7 separate regions of the Mus musculus genome follow, and all the other regions are linked to region 1. The links are chromatin contacts, called in public Hi-C, HiChIP or PLAC-seq and promoter capture Hi-C maps. All regions are on one chromosome and are shown on one strand. Each heading gives the region's core, a stretch centred on a gene start, on an enhancer-like site or on the middle of the called end of the contact. The rest is flanking DNA. Distances are from core to core; before and after follow the strand shown. Region 1 holds the start of Tfip11 (tuftelin interacting protein 11). Region 2 holds the start of Coro1c (coronin, actin binding protein 1C). Region 3 holds the start of Ep400 (E1A binding protein p400). Region 4 holds the start of Ulk1 (unc-51 like kinase 1). Region 5 holds the start of Selplg (selectin, platelet (p-selectin) ligand). Region 6 holds the start of Chek2 (checkpoint kinase 2). Region 7 holds the start of Iscu (iron-sulfur cluster assembly enzyme).

Region 1 (3,342 bases), core at 466-2,965:
TTTATGATGTGCCAATCCCATCAGAATGACGCTGAGCTCCTACCAACGGGATGAGTCACCTGATAGCACGATAGCACGTGTGTCAGAATGGAATGGAACGGAACGGAAGTACCCTTGCAGCTTGCGTGTGCTTGTCTGCCAACTTGGGGTCACTGCCTTCCTGGTTTACTTTCACTTGGTTCACACGCAGGGATATTCTTTCCCAACACAAGTATGCTTTCAACTTTCCTGTACTGGGATCCCTTGCTCATGCGCTGAAGGCCCCCTGCCTGCTCGTGGCCGACCTCCACACTGGCTCTCCCACACCACCATGCCTCTTCCCTTCTTCGTTCTCCTCCCGGCAGCTATGAGTTACAACTTGCCTGCCGTTCCCGCCCCCACCCCCAACCCTGGCCCCACTGCCCGCCCTCAGCTCTCTGTATCAGTTCTTAGATGCTTTCATTCACGTGACCATAAAACCCCAAGAAGGGACCCTGATCCCACAGTATCACATTGGCTCTGACGGACTCCCCAAGAGCCTCACTAACAAATCCTCCTGCATGTTTTTTGGTTAGGTTTTATTGCTGTATTGTAAAGACCATACCCAAGAGCAATTTGGGAAGGAAACTGATTTATTTGCTTTACAGATTACAGTCCAAAGACATTTTTAAAAAGAACTGAAGTAGAAGCCACGGAGGGAACGCTGCTTATTGGCTTGCTCCCTGTGCTTACAGCACCCAGGACCACAGGGGGAGGCCCCACCCACAATGGGCTGGGCCGTCCCACATCAATCATGAATCAAGCAAACGACACCAGTCTTGCCTACAGGCCATCCGATGGAAGCACCGAGTCCTTTTCCTAGATATCTCTAGTGTGTATCAAGCTGACAGGGGAAAACAAAAATAAGTCCAGCCAACAACAAAACCCACCAGGACCCAGCCTTTTAGGGTATTAGAGAAAACAAATTAGTTTCAGAACCAGAGATGGCACCAGACTATGTATAGATTTGTAAGATGTGTAAAAAGATGACATATGCTCTTTGTGGGTCGCGTTGGCACACGCCTTTAAGGCCAGCACTCAGGAGGCAGAGGCAGGCAGATCTCCCGAGTTCGAGGCTAACCTGGTCTACACAATGAGTTCCAGGACAGTCAGGGCTACACAGAGAAACCCTGTCTTTCTTTCTTTCTTTTTTTTGGGGGTGGGGGGTTTCGAGACAGGGTTTCTCTGTGTAGCCCTGGTTGTCCTGGAACTCACTTTGTATGTAGACCAGGCTGGCCTCGAACTCAGAAATCCACCTGTCTCTGCCTCCTAAGTGCTGGGATTAAAGGCGTGCGCCACCACGGCAGGATGAGAAACCCTGTCTTGAAAATTCACAAAACCAAAACCAAATCAAACCAACAAGAAACCCCAACTCCGTTCTTTCCCAGCGACAGAGAAATAACTAGAGCAAAGAGGAGAACAATAAAACTGCTTCCTGGAGAGAACTCGACATGGGGTCGCGAGGACATTTTAATCTCTCAGTGTCCTCGTGACGCTGGTAACGCCAAGTAAGACTCCAGTGCCTGGCGACGGCTCGCCCTGGAACGAGACGGCCACTCAGCCTCAGTTCCGATGGGAACCAGAAGCAGCGCGAGGCGGGATCACCGGCCCTTCCGGGTTGCAGACACGCCCCCTCCGGCGTGAAGTCGCTGCCGGGGCAACAGCGCGCCACTTCCGCCTCTGAGCGATGACGTATTTCCGATGCGCCGGTAAAGGCCACATCCGGGTTTGGGCTGGCGGGACCCTCGCAGATTCGGGGACGCTGGGCGAAGGCTGTGTGGCTCTCGCGGATGCTGAGCGAGGTGAGCAGGCGGCGGGGTGGCGTCCCGGGAGCGCGGGCTGAGGCTCCGAGGCTCCGTGACGACGGCTTTACGGTTTCCCTGCGCTCCGGGCCCGCTGCTGACATTGAGCTGAGCGTCTCCTGTCCCCTGTGCTGGGGAGGTGGCGGTGCTGTAATTGAGTGGGCCTAGGGCTTCCTGCTCCTTTGAGGAAACTCAACATGTGCTGGTTGCTGGGGTCGGAACCTGTTGAGTTTCGCCGGTGCATAGTGAGGAGGAGGAGGAGGAGGAGCAGCGGGGGGGGGGGGGAGCTGTTAGTCACCGCGGAGCCGTTTTCACGCTGTCAGTCACTGGTGTCACATAGTGAGGATGTTACTGTGCAATGCACACAGTGTCGGGTCGGGACCTTTGAATGTGATAACCACACTCACAGGTGTTCATAGAGGCGCGATTTAGACTCAGGCTGGGGTGTTAAGTGTTAATGATTTTCACAATCATTTTGAAGGATTCACTTCGCAGTCCTGACTTGTAATGAGTGTGAACCTGAAACCCGATCATGGAGTGGAAGAAGATGCTTTTTTTTTTTTTTCCTTTTTCCTCCCTTTCCCCCCGTTTCTGTTTTTTGTTTGTTTGTTTGTTTTGTTTTTTGTTTTTGTTTTCAAGACAGAATTTCTCTTTAGCAGCCAGCCCTGGCTGCCCTGGAATTTGCTTTGTAGACCAGGCTGGCTTTGAACTCAGACCCCCCTGGTCTCTGCCTCCCTACTGCTAGAGTCAAAGATGTAAGGGTGCTGTTTCTTGAGCACCTACTGGGAGCGGAGCTTTCGTTGTTGTTTTGTCGGTTTTGAGACCAGGCTGGCTTTGAACTTAGAGAGATGGATCTGCCTCTCTGCCTCCAAAGTGTTGGAGCTTTTGTTTTTCGAAAGTATCATCTTAATCAGTCCTTACAAGCTTCTCCTGGAACTGAATGAATGCAGTTATGAGAGAGAGAGATGAATAGCTACCTGGGTAGAACACTGTTTTTTCCCTACCCTCTAGGAGTGACTGCAAAGTGGCATTCAGAAAGACTGCAACCTTCCAGTACCGTAGAAGCCGTTCAGGGAAGGAAACCTTCAGTCCCGTGGAAATAGTATTTCAGAAAATGCTCTGAAGTTTCCCTGGAACTGCAAATTGGCTAGATACAACTTTTCCTGGAGAAGTAAAAAGACCAACCTGGTTTCTGAGGTAATAACATTTAGAGCTGTTGCTTCCTTTCTGTGGCATATGTGCCTGTCATTCTGTGGCCCCGCCCCACGCGTGCATGGTGATTGACTCTGACAAGGCATTGTGCGTTAGGCCCCCTTCGGATGGCTGGGTCTGACTTGTCTCACTTGTCACGGAGCTGGTCATTTTGCCCTTTGTTTAATGGCTGCTTTACTGAGTTGGATCATGAGGCTCATTAATAGCTTTTTGACACTGGCGGATCTTCTGCTAGCCCCAGGTTCTCACAGTGCTGTTCTTGTCACCGTCCTCTAGTGACTGGCCATGTCTCTGTCCCACTTGTACCGGG
Region 2 (3,342 bases), core at 598-3,097, 1.6 Mb after region 1:
TTTTTTTTCCTGTTTATATATGTTTCAGTTCTAGTTACTATTGCTGTGATGAGACACCAGGACCAAAACAGCTTGGGGAGGAAAGGGTTAATTCAGCTCACACTTCCACATCACAGTTCATCATCAAAGGAAGTCAGGACAGGAACTCTAGCGGGCGGGAACTTGGAGGCAGGAGGCTGATGCAGAGGCTGATGGAGGGGTGCTGCTTACTGTCTTGCTCCCCATGGCTTGGTCAGCCTGTTTTCTTATAGAACGCAGGACTGCAAGCCCAGGGGTGGCCCCGCCCACAATGGGCTCAGCCCTCCCACCATGAATCACCAATTAAGAAAAGGCCCCACAGGCTTTTCTATAACCTCAGTCTCACTTTTTCTCAACTGAGGCTTCCTCCTCTCTGATGACTCTGGCTTGTGTCAAGCTAGACAGAAAACCAGCCAGTACAATATGTAACCGCCGCCTAGATTCGATGTTTAATGTCAGGCTGGCTATCCAAACATCACTGCGTGTGACACACACTCCCCAAGTCTCCCTAGGTCAGTGTTCTCTAACATGTCCAGAACCAAGCACTGTGTTCAGCTGCTCTGAAGCTGCGGACAGACAGGAATATGAACTACCATTTGCCTTCACACCCGAGAAGGAGGCAGGAAGCAACTACTTGTACTTCATCATGTTCTTCCCTCTACTAGCAGGCCCTGGTGTCAGGGTGCTGCCAGACAAGGACAATAAGACGCTTTATTATATAGGGTGACTAAGAGCCTCGCAAGTACTGTTTTAGAATATAATCCCGGTAGGGAAGGCCACGGGATGGGAGTACAATTATTTCGTGCCAACCATTTCCAAAACTAAACATATTGTGGCCCTGCGAATAAGCACGCTCTGCGGTCAATTCTCTTTCAAATGCTTACAGGAAGCAATTCCGGGAGAGACGAACAACTTGCAATTTGCTTCTCACTCTGAATCCCACGACCGAAATGTGTAGAGCAAGCCGTTCTGACACCACAAAACAAGGGCAGCCTACATGAAGGCCAAATATAGGATGTGATTCTAAACCACGACGGAGAGAAAGCCTGCATTTCCTTTTCCAGCCTGCAAAAAAAAACCCTTTGAACACTCCCAAAAAAGGACGTCGGGGCCGGCACCTCCCTCCGGGAGGAAGCCCCTTTCTTCTCCGAAAGCCCTGCAGCCGGCTACTTCCCCCCAGCTCATTCACATCACTGGAGATAGATAGGGCTGCTGTGCGTACGCCCGCCGGGGGACCGGCGGCAGAGCTGGGCTGGGCGTCCCCACCCTCCACCTCTGATGTCATCCTAGCCATCTCGGCGCGGCTGAGCCCCACCTGCCCCGCGGGTCACTAGGTTCCGCACCCGGGACAGGGTTCCTCCTCCAGGCCACGCCACTGCAGCCCGCCCCCGCCCCAGGTCTTCAGGGTCCAGGAGGCCATGCACTGCGAGCCAGGCGGAGCCCCGCCCGGGCGCGCCCCGCACACCGGGGGTCCCCCGCGGACCCAGCCCCACGTGAGCGCTCGGCCGCAGGCTCTTCGCAGCGCTCAGACACCGCCTCACGGCTGCCGGGCCCACGGCTGCCCGCAGACGGCCATTCCCCAGCCGCAGCGCCCGGGGCATGCGCGTGCGCCCCGCACCACTCGGCGCCGCCGGCTCCTGTCAGCCGAGAGCTTCACACGCGGGGTCCCGGAGGCCGGCCCGCCCGCCCCGGGCTCGCTCCGGAGCTGCCCCGTCCTGAGCGCGCGCTGCTTACCAGAGCCCGGGTGCCTGAGGCGCCGCCGAAGTCCCTGCTGCAAAGCCCCGCGAAGCCTCCAACCGCTGCCGCCTCCCGCCTGGCACTGAGCGCCGCGCGGGGGAGGGGCGCGGCCGCCGCTGCCCAGGCCTTCGCGCGCGCGGGCCCCGCCCCCGCGCCGGGGCCGCGCCCAACCAGCGCCGCCGAACCACGCTTCACCACGCCCACTTCCGGAAGGTCCCGGTTAGATGCCCGGCTCTCCTTAGAGCGCCCCCTGTGGTGGCGCGGGGAGGTGCAAGGAGACTCGGAGCCCACGCCCGCTTTCCGGGGCACTTGAATGGCCGGGTGGCCACGCCCACGGGCTCCTTCCAGCCCCACCCAGGTCTTTAGAACCAGAGCGGGCGTTCTTAAGCTCCACCCACGGCCCTGCAGAGCCTCTCTATGAGGATGGTCGTTTGAGCGCATCTAACTGCCCACCGAGTCCGTGAGCAGGGCTTGGTTTCCCCCCGCCCCCAAAACCTAGCTTCCCCCAGTTGAGCGCCGCAAATCCCCGCTCGGATTTCCTGAAGACCCGGGGAACCTATGATCATCCTATTTGCTGTACCTCAAGCCCCGCCCACAGCCCTGAGCGTACTTAAACCGTAAGCCCCGCCCCAAGTTCTTAGCCCCACCTCCATCAGGGCTGGTTCAACCCTCTCACCCACGCTCTCTCCCACTACTCTCCAGGGCAGGGTGGCAACCCTTGGGCTGGACCACACCTATGAGAGAGAGCTAAGGAGAAGCAATGAAGACTCCCTGGCTAAAGTCCCTCCATATGAGCACGTGGATATGTGTCCTAGCCCTGTTACTCTCAAATGAAGTGACCCAGGGACCATTTCACTCACCTCTTTGGATTTCAGTTTCCTAATCTTGAGTGTAAGGTTATCCCACTATTAGCCAAAGCCCCTTCAGAAATATCAAGCTTTGAAATACCAAGATCTAAGGAAACTGCGTCCAGAGATCTGGGCCAGCTGAGGGGTTGGGCCATTTATTTCCCAAAGCAAGGCATCTTTACAATTCGCAGAGGGATGAATTTTCACTTTGTTTTAGCCTCAGAGATGTCCAGGAATCTGTGGTCGGCATTCAGTGGTAGAACCCCTGAATTCTTGTTGCAGGAATTAAGATAAACTGCCACCTCAAAACAGAAGGCACACGCCTTTAGTCCCAACACTGAGGAGGCTGAGGCAGGTGGATCTCCGTCAGTAGTTCCAGGCCAGCCTGGTCTACATACTGAGTTCCAGGACATCCAGGGATATGTAAAGAAACTCTGTCTCTAAATAAGTAAATAAAATAAAATTAGGCAAAGTGTGTGTGTGTGTGTGTGTGTGTGTGTGTGTGTGTGTAAATTATGTGTTGTGTAAATCTAGGTCTACCAGAATGAAGCAGCTTGCTCAGCAAGTTTTTACTCTCTGCAAAGCTCAATTTTTAAAGATTGGTGTGTTTATTTTACGTGTATGCCTCTGTGTATGTAATTACACCACCTGCATGCAGTGCCCTCATAGGTCAGACCAGACTGAGCTAGCCTGAATCTGGAGTGTCCGCAGGCTGTCAGAGGACTACTGTGGTTCCGGG
Region 3 (3,342 bases), core at 258-2,757, 1.6 Mb before region 1:
GTGGAGTAGACCTTCAATCCTTTAGTACTCAGGTGGCAGAGGCAGGTAGATCTCTTTTGAGTTCGAGGTCAGCCTGTTTCAGGACAGCCAGAACTACTCAGTGAGACCATGTGTTTTTTGTTTTTTTGGGTTTTTTAAAATATATAAATAAATTAAGGGGGTTAGAGGGGGCTGGGCACTGCAGCAGGAACCAGCACTCCCAGATACGCAAGAGACTGAGGTAGGAAGATAACCTGAGGCCAGGATCTGAGGCCAGCCTGGGACACAAAGATTCCTCTCAATGGCAAGTAAATAAAAACAGCCAGGCATGATGTCTCACACCTGCAAACCCAGTATCAAGGTGGAGGCATCTGGATTGCTAAGAATTACAGACCAGCTTGGACTACTTAATGAGTCTAGTCCAGGCTGATTCGGACTTCCATGAGACTTTTTGTCTCAGAAAACCTAAATACGTAAAAAGAAGATTTAAAGTTAACATGTGGTTTGCCTTGTGGCCATCCAAATTGTATAATTCATATTCATTCATTCATTTTCTCTCTCTCTCTCTCTCACACACACACACACACACACACACACACACACACACCCAGGTACAAGAATCGCGGATCTTCGTGAGCTCAAGGCCAGCCTGGTCTAAATGGCGAGTTAAAAGGCCAGCCAAGGCTCCAGGGTAAGACCCTGACTTAAAATGGAAAAGCGAAACAAAACCAAAACCGAAACAAAACAAGGACCGTTTTTGCCACACGTATAATCGAGAGCACAAGTGACAAGTGCCAGGGATGAGCGCAACCCCCAATTCCAAGTCGCGGTGCTCCAGGATACTGGACCTAGGGACAGACCTGCGGAGACAGCGGCTCGGCGGCTGATGGTACACCTCCGAGCCCCGGCCCGGGGAGCTCTGCCAGATCCCCGGCGTCCTTCCCGCTCTGTCTCCGCTCAAGGCTCTACGTCGCGAAAGGAAGCCCCGCGCGCCGCGGACCAACGGTGCCGCGGGCGTTAAGAGCCCCGCCTTCCCGAGCGCTCGGAAACGGCCGCGCGCCTGCCCAGAAAGAACGGCGCACTCGAGAGCGCTGACCAGAGAAGGGCCTTGCTGAGGCCGGACCACGCGCCGAGCCACCGACCGGTCCCCTCTCAGCGCCGCCCGGCCCCTCGGCCCCGCCCGCCCACGACAAAGCGCCGCCGCGGCCTGGGCCCGCCGCGACGCCAGCAGCAGCAGCACCGCTAAACACAACCGCTCGGCACGCCGCCGTTGCCGCCTACCACCCACCGTCCCGCCTCTCACCCGCTGACGCTATCCCGTTCGCTTGCACCGCGAGCAAAAGCCGCGCTCCGCCGCGTCAGGACAGCCGGGAGGCTCGAGCGCGCCGCAGCCGCTCGGCACATCCGGGTCCACGGGCACAGGAAGTAGCAGCGCCGGTGCTACGGCGCGCGGCGAGGGACTAACGGTACCTATCCTGTAGGGCCGCTCGCAGCCGCGCGGGGTCGCCTGAAGCTGAGGCGCTGCTGACGGCGGAGGCAGGACCGAAGCGGCTTCTTAAGCAGGCGGTTAGGGGCGGAGCTGTATGCAGGAGGTGCGTTGGGCGGAGTTTGGAGAGCGGAGAGCCACCTCAGGGCCGCCTCCGAAAGGCCTCATCCGTACGAGGCGGGACCGCTTCGGACAGGACGAGGGGAGTCGGCGCACGCGCAGGGAAGGGCTGGGGGGGCTGAGGCGGTGCACGCGGGCTGGGGCGTGGCCTCATGGGTACAAGGCGGAGCCTCAGGCCTCGGGGAAGTTCCGGTAGACTCGGGAAGGGGCGTGGCCTCGTCAGTTGGGGGCGGACCCCGAGTTTCACTCAGTTACGCCACCTGGCGACTCGCTCCAGCGGGGGAGGCTGTTTAGGAAAGCTCGAGCGGACCTGATCGCATCCTCTGGGTGTGCTCCGCCTCCGTGGGAAATAGGGGACTAGCCCTATGAACAAAAAGGCGCCTGAGGCGCAGTGAGCAGAAGTCTGAAAATACATCCAGCATCATTAGACATCACAGAAATGCAAAAGAAACCACGACCCAAGAGGAGGTAAGATTGTAGTACGAGTTTGAAAAAGATTTTATATATATATTTTTTGTTGTTGTTGTTTTGTTTTGTTGTTTTGTTTTGTTTTGAGACAGGGTTTCTCGGTGCAGCCCTAGCTGTCCTGGAACTCACTCTGCAGACCAGGCTGGCCTCAAACTCAGAAATCCACCTGCCTCTGCCTCCCAAATGCTGGGATTAAATAAAGGCATGCACCACCACTGCCCAACAAAAGATTATAATTTTAAAAACACTATAAAAAAAAGGAAGAAATTAACTGAGCTTCGTGGCACAAGCTTGTAATTCAGTGGATCTCAGCCTATGGGTCACATATAAGATATCCGGCATGTCAGATATTTATTTCCATTACAACTTATAGCAGTAGCAAAATTACAGTTATGAAGTACCAATGAAATATGGTTGGGGGTCACCACAACATAAGGAGCTGTATTAAAGAGTCACAGCATCAGAATGTTTGAGAACCACTGCTATAATCCCAGAACTTGAGGCTGAAGCAGCAAGATCTGGGGTTCATGCTGGCTTCATCCATTCATCATGTTTGAGGCTGTCCTGGAATACATGAGACCCCATCTCAAAATAAAAAACAGGAGGGAAATGTGTTAGGAAGGAGCCAGTGGAAGTTGTAGGGAATAAGGGGAAATGAAGAGAAGGTGGATATGACCAAAACATACATGCATGAAACTCTAAAATAAAGGATCTTTTTAAAAGCTCAAGATAGGGGTTGGTGAAATGGATCAGCAGTTAAGAGCACGGACTGCTCCTCCAGAGGTCCTGAGTTTAATTCCCAGCAACCACAGGGTGGCTCACAACCATCTGTAATGTGACCCAATGCTCTTCTGGTGTGTCTGAAGATAGCTACAGTGTACTCATATACATGAAATAAACAAATCTTTAAAAAAAAAAAAAAAAGTCCAGGATAACTGGAAAGTTGGCTTAGCCATGAGAGGACCTGAATTCAGTTCTCGGAACCCACATCAGGTGGTTCACAACCATTTGTAATTAGCTCCAGATCTGACAACCTCTTCTGGCTTCCACAGGCATTCACATATACACATGACACACACACATACACATGACATACACACAAACACACACACACATTATAATTTTTAGAAACTTACAAGGGTTTCTGAGCACTGCTGCTTTTGCAAAAAAAAAAAATGAGGTTCCTAGCACCCACATTAGGGAGCTTACATGTACACACACTCACACACATACTTTTTTAAAAAAGATTTTATTTGTTTAATTAGGAGTGTGCACGTGTGTCTAAGTGT
Region 4 (3,342 bases), core at 249-2,748, 1.5 Mb before region 1:
CTCAGTAAGGGCCACTGGGTCAGACATCACAGTGAAGAAAGGGTCTTTGGCACCAGGGTACGCTGAACCCAAACAATGTAAACCAGGCAATCGCCAGAGATTCAACATTAGTGTTGATGGCCGCCTTCCTTCCCATGCAGGCAACATATAAGCTAGAGAGGTCCCCAGAACCTAGGAAAAGCCAGGAAAAACTTGGACCAGAGATGAGGTCTCCCTGGCCCTAAGTGGCCTCACAGTAGGACAAGCGTGAGACAAGGCATTCAGAACCCAGCTCCTTTCACCTAAACCAAATACTAATCTAAAGCCATCATCTGCCCTCAGGGGGGCTCCAGCCCCAGGCAACCTAGGTCCTGAAGCAACAGTGGATGGGACAAGGGCAAGAATAGATTTACCCCTCCCCCAAGCCCAACGCTGAGCCTTACCTGGAAGTCATACAGCGCCACGATGTTTTCGTGCTTTAGTTCCTAGGACACAAATCCAAGTTTCTCATGAGCAAGAAAAGAGCTGACCCACCCTCTCCCCCTCCCCCGAGGCGCTGGCTCACCTTCAGGATTTTGATTTCCTTTCCCAGCAGTGTTTGGGACTTGGCAAGGTTCTTCTTGTTAATGCATTTGACGGCCACCTCCAGGTCGTGCTTCTGAAAAGCCAAACGTGAACCTTCAGGGTTGAAAACAACCCCCCCTCCTGCTCCCCACCAAGCAGGGAACACAGAGATGGCTTAGGGTGGCTGTCCCAAGGGTCTTGGAATGGGAGGCTGCCAGAGGCAGACAGATAGTGAGTGTCTGTCAGCCGGCCTGGAATTTAAGTCCCAGGATGGAGTCCCAGGTTAGGTTCTCAGAACTGGTCTGACTTCGGGGCTAGGTAGGGAATCCTGTGCTGGCTGGCGTCTCCAGTTTTCTGGAGCTAGAGTAGCAGGTGGGTTTCCCGGGCTGGGGGGTCCTTAATTGGGTCCCTCTACGGATTACCGGAGGTAAGGTGTCCCTTGGGCTGGGAGTCCGGGATTGCGAGGCCTCCGCGGGAGCCTCACCCACCTCGCGGTGTCGACCCTTGAAGACCACCGCGAAGGCGCCGTGTCCAATCAGGTCCTTGCGAGAGAACTCGAACTTGCCCACGGTCTCGACGCCGCCGCGGCCCGGCTCCATAGCGCGCGCGGGCCGGGGGCGCGAGCCCGGGCTCGGGCCCCGGGGCGGCGCTACGGGGTGCGCTGGGCTCAGGCGGAGGCCGGCGGGCCGCGTACGCGGGGACGGAGGCGCGGGCTCATCGCCAGGGCCCCGTGCCCCATCGGGCAGGCCTGAGCCGGGTCCCAGTCCCACAGGCCGGCGGACGGAGGGGCGCGCTCCCTCGGCGTCCTCCTCGGTACCCTCCCGGCGCTGACAGTCGGGACCCGGTCCGACTCGGGACTCAGCTCTGACACACTCCAGCTCCAAGTCCGGGCCTGACTGACGATGCGGCTCGGAGCCCCGCAGGGAAACAAAAGATCCGCGGCACCCGGGCCTCGGAGCCCGAGGTGCCGGCGCAGCCGCACTGCGTGGAGGCGGGACGATGGGCGGGGCCTGCGGAGCTCAAGACCTCTTAGGCGGCGGAGCTGGCAATGGGCGGGTCCGAAATGAAGGACACCTCGTGGGTGGTAAGGCGGGGCGGGGCTTAGTTTGGGTGGTGCCTCGATGGGCCCAGCCCTATACTGGGCGGGACTTGAGAGAGGAGGCAGGATATGGGCGGGGCCGGAGCAGACTGGGCATGTCAATGTCAGAACTATCTCTGGTTGTGGCTCCTCGCTCTGCCCTAGGCATTTTTTTATTTACTTATTTTATTCATATGTATATGTGTGTGCCTACAGGAGTTTATATGCACCGTGTATGTGTATATAAACACGTGAAACATTCATATTAAACATGTATGTGTCGGGTCCTGGAATTGGAGTTTCAGGCAGTAATGAGCTGCCATGTGGAAACTGGTAACCAAACCAGGAGAGCAGTAGATGCTCTTAATAGCTGAGCCATCTCTCCAGCTCTGCCCTACGTACTTCCTACCACTTGTTTTGTTTTGTTTTGTTTTGTTTGTGCTTTCTTTTGGAGAAGTCGAGATAGGATTTCTTTGTGTATCCCTGCCTGTCCTGGAACTCACTCAGTAGAACTGGCTGGCTTCAGACTCAGAGATCTGCCTGCCTCTGCCTCCTGAGAACTGGGGATTGAAAGTTTTTTAACTGAGTCTTCTCACATTGTAGGCCCGACTGGTCTCGAACTTGCTTTGTCTCTTTGTAGATCGTGCTGACCTCAAACTCACAGATATCCCTCAGCCTCTTCCTCCTGAGTATTGGAATTAAAGGCAGGTGCCACCACATCCATTTTCTCTCTTTTATTACATTTGCTTATTCTGTATGTGGGGACGGAGACTTGAGAACATGGTCATGTGAAGGTCAGAGGAAAATGTAAAAGATGTTTCTGTCTACTTTGTGACTCTTAACATTAAATTCAGGTTGTCAAACTTGGCAACAAGGTCTTTTATCCTTGGAGCCATCTCACCGAAGGCATCAGTTTTCCTTCATTTATTATTTTACTTAACTTTTGTTGTTAGAGGGGAAGTTTGAGGCAGGGTTTCCTGTAGTCCAGGCTATCCCAGAGCTCATCACATAGAATAGCCGTGAGCTGCTGATTCTCCTGCAAATGCTGGGATTATTTATAGCATGGGCATTTGGTTTGCCTCAGGTGTTTTTCTTGCCTGTCTGGTCACATGGGAACTGCATGGGCATGTTGGAGCACTTGATGTATACAAACATTGTCATTTGGGGAGGGGTATATTGCCATGTTGACCCAATGCCAAATCAAAGGCTCTGTGTGTGTGTGTGTGTGTGTGTGTGTGTGTGTGTGTGTGTGTGTTGTCGCACATACCCATTCTGAGTCTCACCATATGAAGGATGACATGGGCATGTTTGAGCTCATGATACTTATGACCACAGTCATTTGGGGAGGAGGTGTGCAATGTGGGCAATTTTGTTCACATGCCATTTTTGAGCCCAATAACACAGGGAAATGTGTGAGCATGTGTGCACACATGCCCTATTTCAATCTGGTCCTAGATTATTCACCCTCAAGCCATTTCCTAGCCCACTCGCATACCATGGGGGTGGGGAATGTCCATTGTTGTGTTTTATAAAAAAAGAAAAGAAAAGGAAAAAGGAAACCAGGGAGCCAGGGATATGTCTAGTAGAGGCATGGTATGATGAGGTGGAAGGGGCTGCTTCTGCAGGCCCATGCTGAGGCAGCCCTTCACACCACCACCACCACCACCCCCCACCATACCAGCCATACCAGCCACAGGATCGTATCATATAGAATAGAGTGT
Region 5 (3,342 bases), core at 247-2,746, 1.5 Mb after region 1:
AGACATGAATGCTCTCTTTCTCTTTCTTTCTCTCTCTCTTTTTTTTTCTTCGAGACATGCTCTCAAAACACACACATAAAACTTTTAAAAATAATAAGACTAAGCCAGGCAGTGGTGGCACAGGCCTTTAATCCTAGCACTTGGGAGGCAGAGGTAGGTGGATTTCTGAGTTTGAGGCTAGCCTGGTCTACATAGTGAGTTCCAGGACAGCCAGGGCTACACAGAAATCCCGTCTCGAAAAAAATTAATAATAATAATAAAATAATAGCAATGATAATGATAATACCAACTTAAAAAAACAATTTCCTATGAACAAGTACTGTTTTCTCAATCTGATTTAATTAAGAAAAAAAAAAAGGCAGGGCTGGTGAGATGACTCAGCGGTTAAGATTGCCGACTGCTCTTCCAAAGGTCCTGAGTTCAAATCCCAGCAACCACATGGTGGCTCACAACCATCTGTAACAAAATCTGATGTGCTCTTCTGGAGTGTCTGAAGACAGCTACAGTGTACTTACATATAATAAATAAATAAATAAATAAATAAATAAATAAATAAGAAAAAAGGGATTAAAGTGGAGGCTGGATGGCTCTGAGGGTCAAAGTGCTTGCTGGGGAAGCCTGCTGACCTGAGTTCAGTTCCCAGAACCCACTGTGGGAGAGAACTGACTCCCCCAAGTTATTCTCTGACCTCCACACATACTGCATAACACTCATGTGCCTGCTCATGCGCACAAGTGCCCATGCCATATGCTCATATGCAAATAATAGTTAATAAATAATAATAAATGAAAATAAAAATTTAGATCCAAGAAGGCTGGTATGGTGGTGCATATAACCTATATAACCCTATATAACCCTAGCATGAGGCCAAGGCAAGAGGCTAGCCTGGGCTACATAGAGTTCCAGGCTAGCCTATGAACAAATGGAGACCATATCTGATTTGAGAGAGAGGGAGGGAGGGAGGGAGGGAGGGAAGAGGAGGAGAGAGAGAGAGTATCCCAAAGAATGTTTCATGCCTTAACAACCTTGAGACAAACTCCACGACTCGTCCAGACTCAGTCTCAGCTCTGGCCTTGAGCTTCCCACAGTTGAGAGGAAGGGTGGGATAGTTTCAGGGCAGAGGACCCGGGCTTCTCTGAGCCTCCACACAGAGACTGCAAGGCCAGCCTGGTAAACAGGCAGTAGCTGAGCATTTTCAGCTAAGGATGGAGAAGCCCAAGTCTCCTGGGAGACCTCGGCCCAGAACGTCAGCACCACTCACAAGGGCCCAGGCACCTTGCAAAGGCGGGCTCCTTGTCCCTTGGGCCCCCAGCCACTCCCCATGGTTTTTCGAATCAGACTTACCGTGCCCAACAGAGCATGGGGCAGCTGCCTCAGGGCCCAGAAGCAAACGACTCTGCCTCAGTGACAGGGCCCCAGTCCACACTGCCAGACACTTGTGGTCCCAATCTGCCCGCCAACCCCCAACGGCAGGGTGTGGAAGAAGGAAGCGAGAATGAGGTTACTCAGGCTGGTCACGTGACGCGCCCACACCCCCTTGTTTGTGACAGCTTTGGTGACAAGTCTGATTAAAGCTGGGTGGGCAGTGTGATGGCGGTTTGTTGGGACTGATAACAATCTTGAAAGTTCAAGGAAGGTATGGGGGGTGCTTACTGTGAGGGGACCTCTACATGAGACCTCAGAGAAGAGTCACAGCCTTGTTCTATGGGCAACTGGAGAGAGGCAACCAGAGAGAACCCCTGCCATGGAGGCAAAGGCCAGACAGAAGGGAGGGAGGGTCTCAATGGAGATGGAGAATGGGAGGCAGAGGGGCAGGAACTGCAAATCACCCACCTTTTTGGAGCTTATGCATAGAGTGTTTTTTGTGTGTGTGCATGCTGGTGTGTGCACACGTGTGTGCTTGTGTGCACATGTGTGTATGTATGTGTGTATGTGCATGCATTTGTACATGTGTATGCTCATGTGTGTATGTGCATGCATTTGTACATGTGCATGCTCATGTGTGCATGTGTGTATACATGTGTATATGCACATTTGTGTACGTGTGTGCATGCATGTACACGTGTGTTTGTACATGTGCTTGTGTGTGAGTCACATGCATTCTTGTGCATACTCCCCAACCTCTCCACGTCTCCACAGCTCAGCTTGGCCTCAGGATCCTCCTTTCTCTGGGGCTACGAGGCTTTTCCTCTCACAGGGTTCTACATAACTGGGTGTAGTGGCTCTCACTTTTAATCTTAGTGGTGGGGATGCCAAAGCAGGAAGAGTACTGTGGGTCTGAGGCTAGCCTGGGCTAAAGTTACTCGCCAGGCAGTGGTGGCTCGAACCTTTAATCCCAGCACTTGGGAGGCAGAGGCAGGCAGATTTCTAAGTTTGAGGCCAGCCTGATCTCAGAGTGAGTTCCAGGACAGCCAAGGCTACACAGAGAAACCCTGTCTCAAAAAACCAAAAAACCAAACCAAACCAAACCAACAAAAAAGTAAGACCCTGTCTTAACTGCTCCATGAAAAATCCAACAGTCAAGGACTCGCCAGACAGGGAGGGTCATTCCCCAATGGATTTCTCCCTTATCTGTTCCTTTGCCCAACAGATTTCCTTTGCCTGTATCTCAGGTTGATCAGCAGCCTTGGTCTCATACAATCCCCCTTGTCCATGGGATGGTGAGGCCAGCCAGTAAACAGGCTGGTAGACCATGACCACATACCCTCCAGTAAAAGCGACACTCCAGGGTGAGCTACGGGGTCAGGCAGGAGATGAGGTGAGATAGATGAGGTAAAGACTGGAGGTCAAGCATGCACAGTGTGGATCTGGAAGTGGACAAAGGGATTAGCCTCCAGGGTCTGCCCTGCAGTTTTGCAAAGCCAGGCTCAGGACTCTTGTAGAGAGAAGGCCATACCCTGCCTTGCATGAAAGTTGTTTAAAAACAAAAGCCAGAGGGTGAGGTAGTGTGTGCCTGTCGTCCCAGAACTTGAAAGGCTGAGGCCAGTCTGGGTTATACAGTGCCAGGCCAACCAGGGTCACATAGCTGCCTCAAAATACAAACCAAGGCTGATGAGAGGGCTCAGCCTATAAAGGTGCTTGCGGCCAAAGCCTGATAACCTGAGTTCAAGTCCTGGAATCTGGAGCTGAGTCTTTAAGACGTTTTCTGTCTTTTGTTTTCTGTCTCTCTCTGCCTCTCTGTTTCTCTCTCTCTCTCTCTTTCTCTCTCTCTCACACATGCATATATGTGTGCACAGATAAACACAAAACATAAATACACAAAATAAAACTGTTTAAAATCAAGCAAGCAAGCAAACAAACAAAACAAACCCAACCAACCAGATAAACAGACAGACAGACAGA
Region 6 (3,342 bases), core at 274-2,773, 1.5 Mb before region 1:
ACAAAGTACAGAGAACACTTCTTGGTGTCTCTCCCTCAAATTCTCAGCCTGAATTAAATTTTTGTTTTCTTGAGACAGGGTCTCACTGCTTAGCCTATGTTGGGTTCCCACTTTTGACCCTTTTCCTTCAGCCTACTGAACACTGGGATTTTAGACATAGGCTACTACACTAGGTTTGTTTTGTTCTTAATTGCTTTCGGTTTTTGAGACCTAGTCTCATGTAGCCCAGAGTCTCATCAAACGTACAGGCTCAGCTGTACCCTCTGAGTGCTGGACTCACAGGCATAACACCAACACACCTGGCTTGTTTTGTATTTATTTTCTCCGTTAAATAAATAATTTATTTGCGATGAGATGTTCCCTATTTGTGTGGTTGGCCTCCAAGTGGGGTATCATCTCCTACGGTTGTCTAGCATGCTTTTAATCCTGGCATTGGTGAGGCAGAGGGGGTTGGTGGAATTCCAGGCAGGCCAGGCGAGACTTCAAGGTGAGGCTAAATTAAAAAACAAACAAACAAACAAACAAAAACCTCTCCCAGTTCCTGTAAGTTTGGCCAATGGATTTTCCAGAAGTCTCAGCCCTCAAACCTCCCTATACCGTAAACTTGTCCGTTTCTGTTTGTTGATGTTTAAAAACAAGGTCCTTGTAGCTACTGCTAGTCTTGAATTCCTGAACCTGTGTTTTCCACTTTACAAGTGCTTAGATCACAGACAGGCATCTGCAACTTCACTCCTGTTTGACCCCCGCCTCCACCCTTATCTTCTCTCCAGTCTGTAACTTTATTTCCTCTCCGTCTCAGGAAAACTCCTAAAATCTCACTAGGTACTACTTATACCTATGGCCTACACTTATCCATCTTTGTAGTTGTTTTGAATCAGTCTCGGCAAATTGCCTAAGATGGCTTTGAACTGTGGTCCTCAGCCTCAGACCCCCCCAAGCTGGCTGGAAATTACAGCCCCGCAGACGCGGCCCCAAGCCTAGATCGCTCGGGTTACGAAGCCCGAGCTGCTTTCCCGTCACGACGCGCCGCCCGTACCAGTTCATGAGGCTGAAGTAGTCACGAGTGGGGTCAGGAGGCTGCAGAGCGCGGCAGTGTGAGCAGAAGAACTCATCCCCACACCCGACTTCCCTTGCGTGACCGCAGTTCCAGCACTGCGGTGCAATGCTCTTCCCCGCGGCGGCATTGCTGCCCAAAAGTCTCCTTCCCAGGAACCCTGCCAGCCGCACCTCCCACACACCCAGCAGGGCACGGGCTCCGCATCCCCACATTGGGACGGCCGCTCGCTGACCTAGGTAGCAAGACCCGAGGGAAAGGAGGAAAGACCGTCTCGCTGCTGATTGGTTAAGGGAGTCGAGGAGGCGGGATTAGCCGCGGGAAACCAAGACGTCGAGTCCCGTTCTGCATGTTAAACTACAACTCCCAGCAAGCCTTGAGACTAATCGCGGCAGTCATCTTCGGGCTTTCTTACTGGTCCTGCCGGGGAGGAAGGCTTTTTGATTGGTTGAGGGTGGAGTTTGTATCCGTAGGTTTAGCGCCACTCCACTGGCGGAGGCTGTGCAGTGTTTGCGGCTCCTGGTGGTCTCACGCGGTGAGTCATAAGTGGGAAACTTTAAGTGTTTGAGGAGTCGAATACCGTTCTCATGCTTCTTGTGCAAATGGGCCCTCTGCAGCTTCCGCTTTGTCTGCTTTCTTGTGCGAGCGAGGGGGCGCTGTGCATAGTCAATTCTTCCTTTTTATCTGCCCTTGGGGCGCGCGGGGGGGAAGCGGGGGGGAAGTTCACTTTCCTTGTTCCTTGTGAGCTGAAACAGGTCTGGGCACATAGGAAGGCACAACGCCGGGCTGTTCGTTGCCAGAGCGAAGTAGTTTTCATAACGAACATTATAAATGTTCATGCCAGCCCCTAGATGGCTTTCCCCAAATACCTACTGAGAACCCGATCTTCGCTGCTAGGCTCTGCAGGAACTGAAGAGGGTACGTCTGCATACTCAGCATACGTGAGGGGTAGGATGGCAAGGAATGGATAGGAGACAACCAAGCCATTCTCAGCTTCTGTACATGAAGGAAGATGGTGTAATGCTTTGTAAGTGGCCTCTGGAATTCTATTCATAATCCTGGGATTTTGCTATGGTCACTTTTTTTTCTCCCCACTCATGAATGGGCCTGTCTTTCATTTTGAGGTGGTCATAATGTGCCCGTTCCTTTAAATTTCTTTATGTATTTTTTTTAATCACGTGTCTAAGTCTGTGCAGTGCGCACGGGGGCCAATAGAGGGCATTGTATCACCAAGAGCTGGAATTACAGGTGTTTGTGATCTTTTGGATGTGGGTGCTGGGAACTGTACTCTTGACTCCTTAACTGTCTTCATTTTGTATGTTTGACAATACTGGGAGTGGGATCCAGTACTTTGCTTCTGTTGGAGAAGTGATGAACCATCTACCATTGAGTTATAGCAGCCACATGACTAATTTTGGGTAGAGATTTACTTTACTTTTAATTATGTTATCTGTGTGGGAAAGTGCAAGTGTGAGCTCTGGTGATTGCAGAGGCCAAGATCCACTACAGAGCCACTGACTTTGGAGTTATAGGAAACCTCGAGCTGCCAGATTTGGTGCTGAGAACGTAGGGAAACTTGGGTTCTGCAAGAATAGTATGTGCACTTTCCTGCCGAGTCCTCTCCTGCTCCCTCCCCTTCTCCACTCTCGAATCCAGAGCCTTGTTCCTTATTGTTGGACTCTTGTTTTCGAGGTCGGATATGAAGAGTCATCATCAGTCCCACAGCAGCACCTCCTCGAAGGCTCATGACAGTGCTTCCTGTTCACAGTCCCAGGGTGGCTTCAGCCAGCCCCAAGGCACTCCTTCTCAGTTGCACGAGCTCTCACAGTATCAGGGTTCGTCCAGCTCCTCTACCGGCACAGTGCCGTCCTCCAGCCAGTCCTCGCACTCCAGTTCTGGGACTCTGAGCTCGCTGGAGACAGTGTCTACCCAGGAACTCTGTTCTATTCCTGAGGACCAAGAACCTGAAGAACCTGGTCCTGCCCCTTGGGCTCGGCTATGGGCTCTTCAGGATGGATTCTCCAATCTAGGTAAGGCACTTTGTTATATGATATAGTGTGTGTTCAGAGAAACAGTTAAAGAAGGTGGTTAGGAAAAAAAAAAAGAAGGTGGTTAGGTTGTTGCAGCAGAAGTCTCAGGGCCCCTGTGGTAGAGTTTATCTCCTCCTGGTGGCCCTGTTCATACTGAAGATCAGATTTAGGCCTTACACATAGTAGAGAGCTCTTACATTGAACTACATCCAAGGTCCTATCCCTGGCTACCTTATTTTTATTTTTAAATAGAATCTT
Region 7 (3,342 bases), core at 602-3,101, 1.4 Mb after region 1:
CCCCGGAACACACATGGTTAAAAGACAACCGTGTCCACGCAGGCATACAAGCACAAGTTTAAAATAAGAAGAAAAAAAAGAGAGAGTAAAAGCTTAAAAAGATAAACACTCTCAGGTGCGGTGGCACCTTGTGCAGGAGCCCCCTCAACGAGCCTCAGTTTCCCGGGGAAACCGGATTAAACACTATTCAATGGAATACTTTAGGGACGCCCTGGGCGCGCACTGAGCCGGGGACGCGGGGACTCACGGTGGCTCACGGCGTCCCGGCGACCTCAGCGGTCTCCATAACCACGGAGGACCGAGGGGGCGGGCCGGGCCTGGGGACCCGAAGGGAGGAAGGGAGCCCGCCGCCGCCACCCAGGCCGGCCAACCTGCTCCTCCAGCCGCTCGATCTCCAGCTGGTTCTTCTCCTCCTCCTCGTCGTACTCCCACTCGTCCTCCCCGGCGGAGCTCTCGGCGGAGGAAGCCATGGCGTCCTCCTCATCCCCATCGCTCCCGCTCGCGCCTTCCCGCTGCAGGTCCCATCCGGGGCCCTTGGCCTCCGCCGCCTCCGCGGCCACAGCGCCGGACAGCACCTTCCGCTGCACACCGGCCGGCTTCGCCTCATCCTCTTCTCCCTCGGCCTCAGGCCCGGCCTGGGGCTCAACCTCCGGCTCGGACGCCGAAGATGCGGCCGTCGTCGCCATCTTGCGCAGCCCGCGACTCTCGGGTCTTCCCTCGCCCGCCGAAGCCCGGCGAGCATCGGGCTGTCCGCGGCGTCTGCCTGATCAAAACTCCGCTCGGCCACCAGCGGGAGCGTCGCGGACGGCCTCAGGGAGCAGGAAGCTGTGGAGAATCCACCGCTGATGCTATCCTTTAGCGCCTCCAGACGCCACCGTCAGAAGAAAAGGCTCACGAGCATAACCTGCGTCCGGCTACAACCGTGGACAGCTGTCGGGTCTTTGGGCCGGAAGTGGCAGCCACAGCTGAAGTGGTGCGTGCGTGATGTCCGTAGTTAAGGTCGAGGCGCCATCTTAGGAAGGTCAAAGTCGTCGCTTTGGACTAAAGACCTTCTGTAAGGCTCGGCCGGCTCCGGTGCGTGGTTGTTTCCCGGCAACCGACCCTCAAGTGCGGACAAGATTGCAGTTCCTCCGCGATCGGATGCACCATCTCATGGGAAAAGTCTCATCTCTCGAATAAAGCTCCCTCCCCTTTGTAACACCTAGTACCTCGTAGTTGTGTTAAACGAGTCGCTTTTGTGGATTTTTATAGTCAATGATAATACATTACAATAAGTATTGATTCGGAATGATGTGCATGGCGGTAAAACAAACGTAGGTGTCGAGGGATGGGGTTCGTTTCTCTTATACCCCTCGTTCTCGAGGTCGGAAAAGCGTTGCTGTTTCCCTCTGCACTGCCTTTCCCCTTCATCAACAAGGTTAACGAGCCAGAAATCGCGTCCGTTTTGCTCCCAGGATTTTTTTTTTTTTTTTTTTTTTAGTGACACCTAGAGTACACTTAATATGCATTTGCTCCATGGGTGAAACGGCTACCTCGGAATTAGTAAAAAAAAAAAAAAAAAAAAAAAAGGAAGAAAGAGAGAGAGAAAGAAAGAAAAGGAACTCCACAGCCTGAACAAAAGTCTACCAGGGACGTATGCATGATCGAATCATAAACACGCCTGAAACCGAGCATCCCCACGCCCATCGCAGCACCAGACAACCTTGCACGCCGCTTCGGACCTTCCCGCTCTGCGCCTGGCCACGCCCCTTCCGAGGGCGCGGTCAGAGGGGGCGTAGCCGGGCCGAGACGCCAGCGCAAGCGCCGAGCTGCGGTGACGTCGAACGGGCGCGCCATCCCTCCGGCGTCGCCGAGGTCGACGCAGCTCAAGCCGGCAGGATGGCGGCGGCCACGGGAGCTGGCCGTCTGAGGCGGGCGGCGTCGGCGCTGCTGCTGCGGAGCCCGCGCCTGCCCGCCCGGGAGCTGTCGGCTCCGGCCAGGCTCTACCACAAGAAGGTATGGGCGGGCGAGGGGGTGCGCGAACCATCGAGGGGACCTGCCGCCGTTGCGCAGATCACCAGCACCGAGGAGCCCCGCGGCCGCCTCTGCCCCGCCGCGGCCGTCACTCCGAGTGTCCCAAGGCTGACAGCCCAGAAGGGAGGGTCCGGGTATGTCGTGCCGGGGGTCAAGGGGCAGCACGCACACACACACACACACACACACACACACACACGCATGCTTGAGCACACTCGACAGCACCAGCGTCCTCCCCAGCTAAGCCATTGCCCTGGCCAGATGGCCTTGATCAAGTCACTGGTCCCCTCCCATCCTTTCTCTCAGACCTGACAGGAGTCTTCTGAAGTCCCCGTACGTGGAGCGCTCGGTCCAACCAAGGGAAACCACTGATGGCGATTTATTTACTCTTTTAGGAGCCGATGGCCTCGAGCTCAGCCAAGCACCTAGCCCAACATTAAAACTTCGGTTCTCAGTTGTGTGTTTATTGGTAGGGAGCAGAAAGTATAGAAGAAGAGTAGTTTGCGGGCCCCCACGCTTTTAGGGACGTTAAAATCCTCTTGACAGGAGACTCACTCCGAAAAACAAGGCTACCGCAGATGTACAAGACACTCCCTCCCCCCCCCCCCAAAGTCCTTGATTAGATGATGCGTTATGGGGGCTCAGGGCTTAGACTCAATCTGCAGATGAGGGTGCCTCCTGGTAACTAGCGGGAGAAAGCTCGGTTATTAAATCTTAGTGTGTCCCTGACTTTAACAGCTGCTTGTTCTGTTCTGGCTTGGGTGCTCTTGCCCAAGGCCTTCTACCCCAAAGGGAAGGTTGTTTTGTTGACATTATAGCTGCAGGACCTTGACGGGCTGGCAGCCTTAAGGCACCAGGGGGCGCTCCTGCCACAGGGTAGCGCTGTGTTTATGTTTACAGCCACCAATGACTCGTTCGTTCCCCAACCTCCAGCTCATCTCTGACCTTGAAACTTCTGGGGAACTCTTCCATTTGGGGCTGTTTTTATTCTCGGGATTTTTTGTAAGTGCATACTTCTCTTTGTGTATTGTGTTTGGTAAAAAAGAGAAGTTGTGCTTTGAGCCCAGATCTGGTACAGTGTGTGAGTCAGGGGATTACTTCTGGTTGACAGCCCCCTGAAAGGAAGATGTGTCTGAGTTTTCACCGGTTTCTTGGACAGTATCTTCGATACAAAGGTCGTTGGGGAGGAGATAGAAAGAGTTTGGGTCACACATGGGTCTCCCACCTCTGTCCCATACAGATTGCTGATCTGAGAGAGAGAGTAAAGACCGTAGCGATTTCTGTTGATCTGCCATTTCAGGTTGTGGATCATTATGAAAACCCTCGGAA

Evidence for each region. Promoter capture Hi-C pulls out the DNA fragments that hold promoters and counts their contacts. Hi-C and Micro-C count contacts between places; a contact is called where the count stands out from the background. HiChIP or PLAC-seq counts read pairs in DNA pulled down with a chosen protein or histone mark. Capture Hi-C pulls out chosen DNA fragments and counts their contacts.
Region 2: a promoter capture Hi-C map of pre-B cells shows a contact between it and region 1, with 5 times the contacts expected there. The contact joins the promoter of Coro1c here to the promoter of Tfip11 in region 1. A contact is called at or near these places in 2 of 39 promoter capture datasets (liver and pre-B cells).
Region 3: an H3K27ac HiChIP or PLAC-seq map of microglia shows a contact between it and region 1, with 7 times the contacts expected there. The contact joins the promoter of Ep400 here to the promoter of Tfip11 in region 1. A contact is called at or near these places in 2 of 39 promoter capture datasets (the HPC-7 cell line and pre-B cells), 2 of 484 Hi-C or Micro-C datasets (CD4 T cells and CD8 T cells), 4 of 115 datasets of contacts at active chromatin or transcription factors (astrocytes, cardiomyocytes, microglia and 1 more) and 2 of 9 other capture datasets (adipose tissue and liver).
Region 4: a promoter capture Hi-C map of liver shows a contact between it and region 1, with 5 times the contacts expected there. The contact joins the promoter of Ulk1 here to the promoter of Tfip11 in region 1. A contact is called at or near these places in 3 of 39 promoter capture datasets (hippocampal neurons, liver and pre-B cells).
Region 5: a promoter capture Hi-C map of pre-B cells shows a contact between it and region 1. The contact joins the promoter of Selplg here to the promoter of Tfip11 in region 1. A contact is called at or near these places in 2 of 39 promoter capture datasets (neutrophils and pre-B cells) and 1 of 9 other capture datasets (liver).
Region 6: a promoter capture Hi-C map of liver shows a contact between it and region 1, with 2.8 times the contacts expected there. The contact joins the promoter of Chek2 here to the promoter of Tfip11 in region 1. A contact is called at or near these places in 3 of 39 promoter capture datasets (hippocampal neurons, liver and pre-B cells) and 2 of 9 other capture datasets (adipose tissue and liver).
Region 7: a Hi-C map of B cells shows a contact between it and region 1, with 10 read pairs. The contact joins the promoter of Iscu here to the promoter of Tfip11 in region 1. A contact is called at or near these places in 4 of 39 promoter capture datasets (the 3T3-L1 cell line, erythroid cells and liver), 3 of 484 Hi-C or Micro-C datasets (B cells, myeloid progenitors and rod photoreceptor), 6 of 115 datasets of contacts at active chromatin or transcription factors (the NIH/3T3 cell line, T-cell acute lymphoblastic leukemia, extraembryonic endoderm stem cells and 3 more) and 1 of 9 other capture datasets (adipose tissue).

Annotation. Positions count from the first base shown.
Region 1 is chr5:112,324,654-112,327,995 of GRCm38.p6, forward strand. It overlaps Tfip11 (tuftelin interacting protein 11), which reads left to right and starts at 1,716. Exons shown (of 14, transcript NM_018783.4): 1 at 1,716-1,820; 2 at 2,832-3,017; 3 at 3,309-3,342. The coding sequence starts at 3,318.
Region 2 is chr5:113,906,859-113,910,200 of GRCm38.p6, forward strand. It overlaps Coro1c (coronin, actin binding protein 1C), which reads right to left and starts at 1,848. Exons shown (of 11, transcript NM_011779.3): 1 at 1,753-1,848.
Region 3 is chr5:110,769,210-110,772,551 of GRCm38.p6, forward strand. Ep400 (E1A binding protein p400) reads right to left here and starts at 1,508. Exons shown (of 52, transcript NM_029337.2): 1 at 1,283-1,508. Gm15559 (predicted gene 15559) reads left to right here and starts at 1,740. Exons shown (of 2, transcript NR_152254.1): 1 at 1,740-2,053.
Region 4 is chr5:110,808,583-110,811,924 of GRCm38.p6, forward strand. Ulk1 (unc-51 like kinase 1) reads right to left here and starts at 1,499. Exons shown (of 28, transcript NM_009469.3): 1 at 1,032-1,499; 2 at 545-637; 3 at 423-464. The coding sequence starts at 1,142.
Region 5 is chr5:113,829,005-113,832,346 of GRCm38.p6, forward strand. Selplg (selectin, platelet (p-selectin) ligand) reads right to left here and starts at 1,497. Exons shown (of 2, transcript NM_009151.3): 1 at 1,345-1,497.
Region 6 is chr5:110,838,460-110,841,801 of GRCm38.p6, forward strand. Chek2 (checkpoint kinase 2) reads left to right here and starts at 1,524. Exons shown (of 15, transcript NM_016681.4): 1 at 1,524-1,589; 2 at 2,747-3,084. The coding sequence starts at 2,754. It overlaps Hscb (HscB iron-sulfur cluster co-chaperone), which reads right to left and starts at 1,318. Exons shown (of 6, transcript NM_153571.2): 1 at 1,037-1,318. The coding sequence starts at 1,269. RefSeq lists an enhancer at 122-151.
Region 7 is chr5:113,770,950-113,774,291 of GRCm38.p6, forward strand. It overlaps Iscu (iron-sulfur cluster assembly enzyme), which reads left to right and starts at 1,852. Exons shown (of 5, transcript NM_025526.5): 1 at 1,852-1,995; 2 at 3,314-3,342. The coding sequence starts at 1,879. Sart3 (squamous cell carcinoma antigen recognized by T cells 3) reads right to left here and starts at 1,451. Exons shown (of 19, transcript NM_016926.2): 1 at 372-1,451. The coding sequence starts at 686.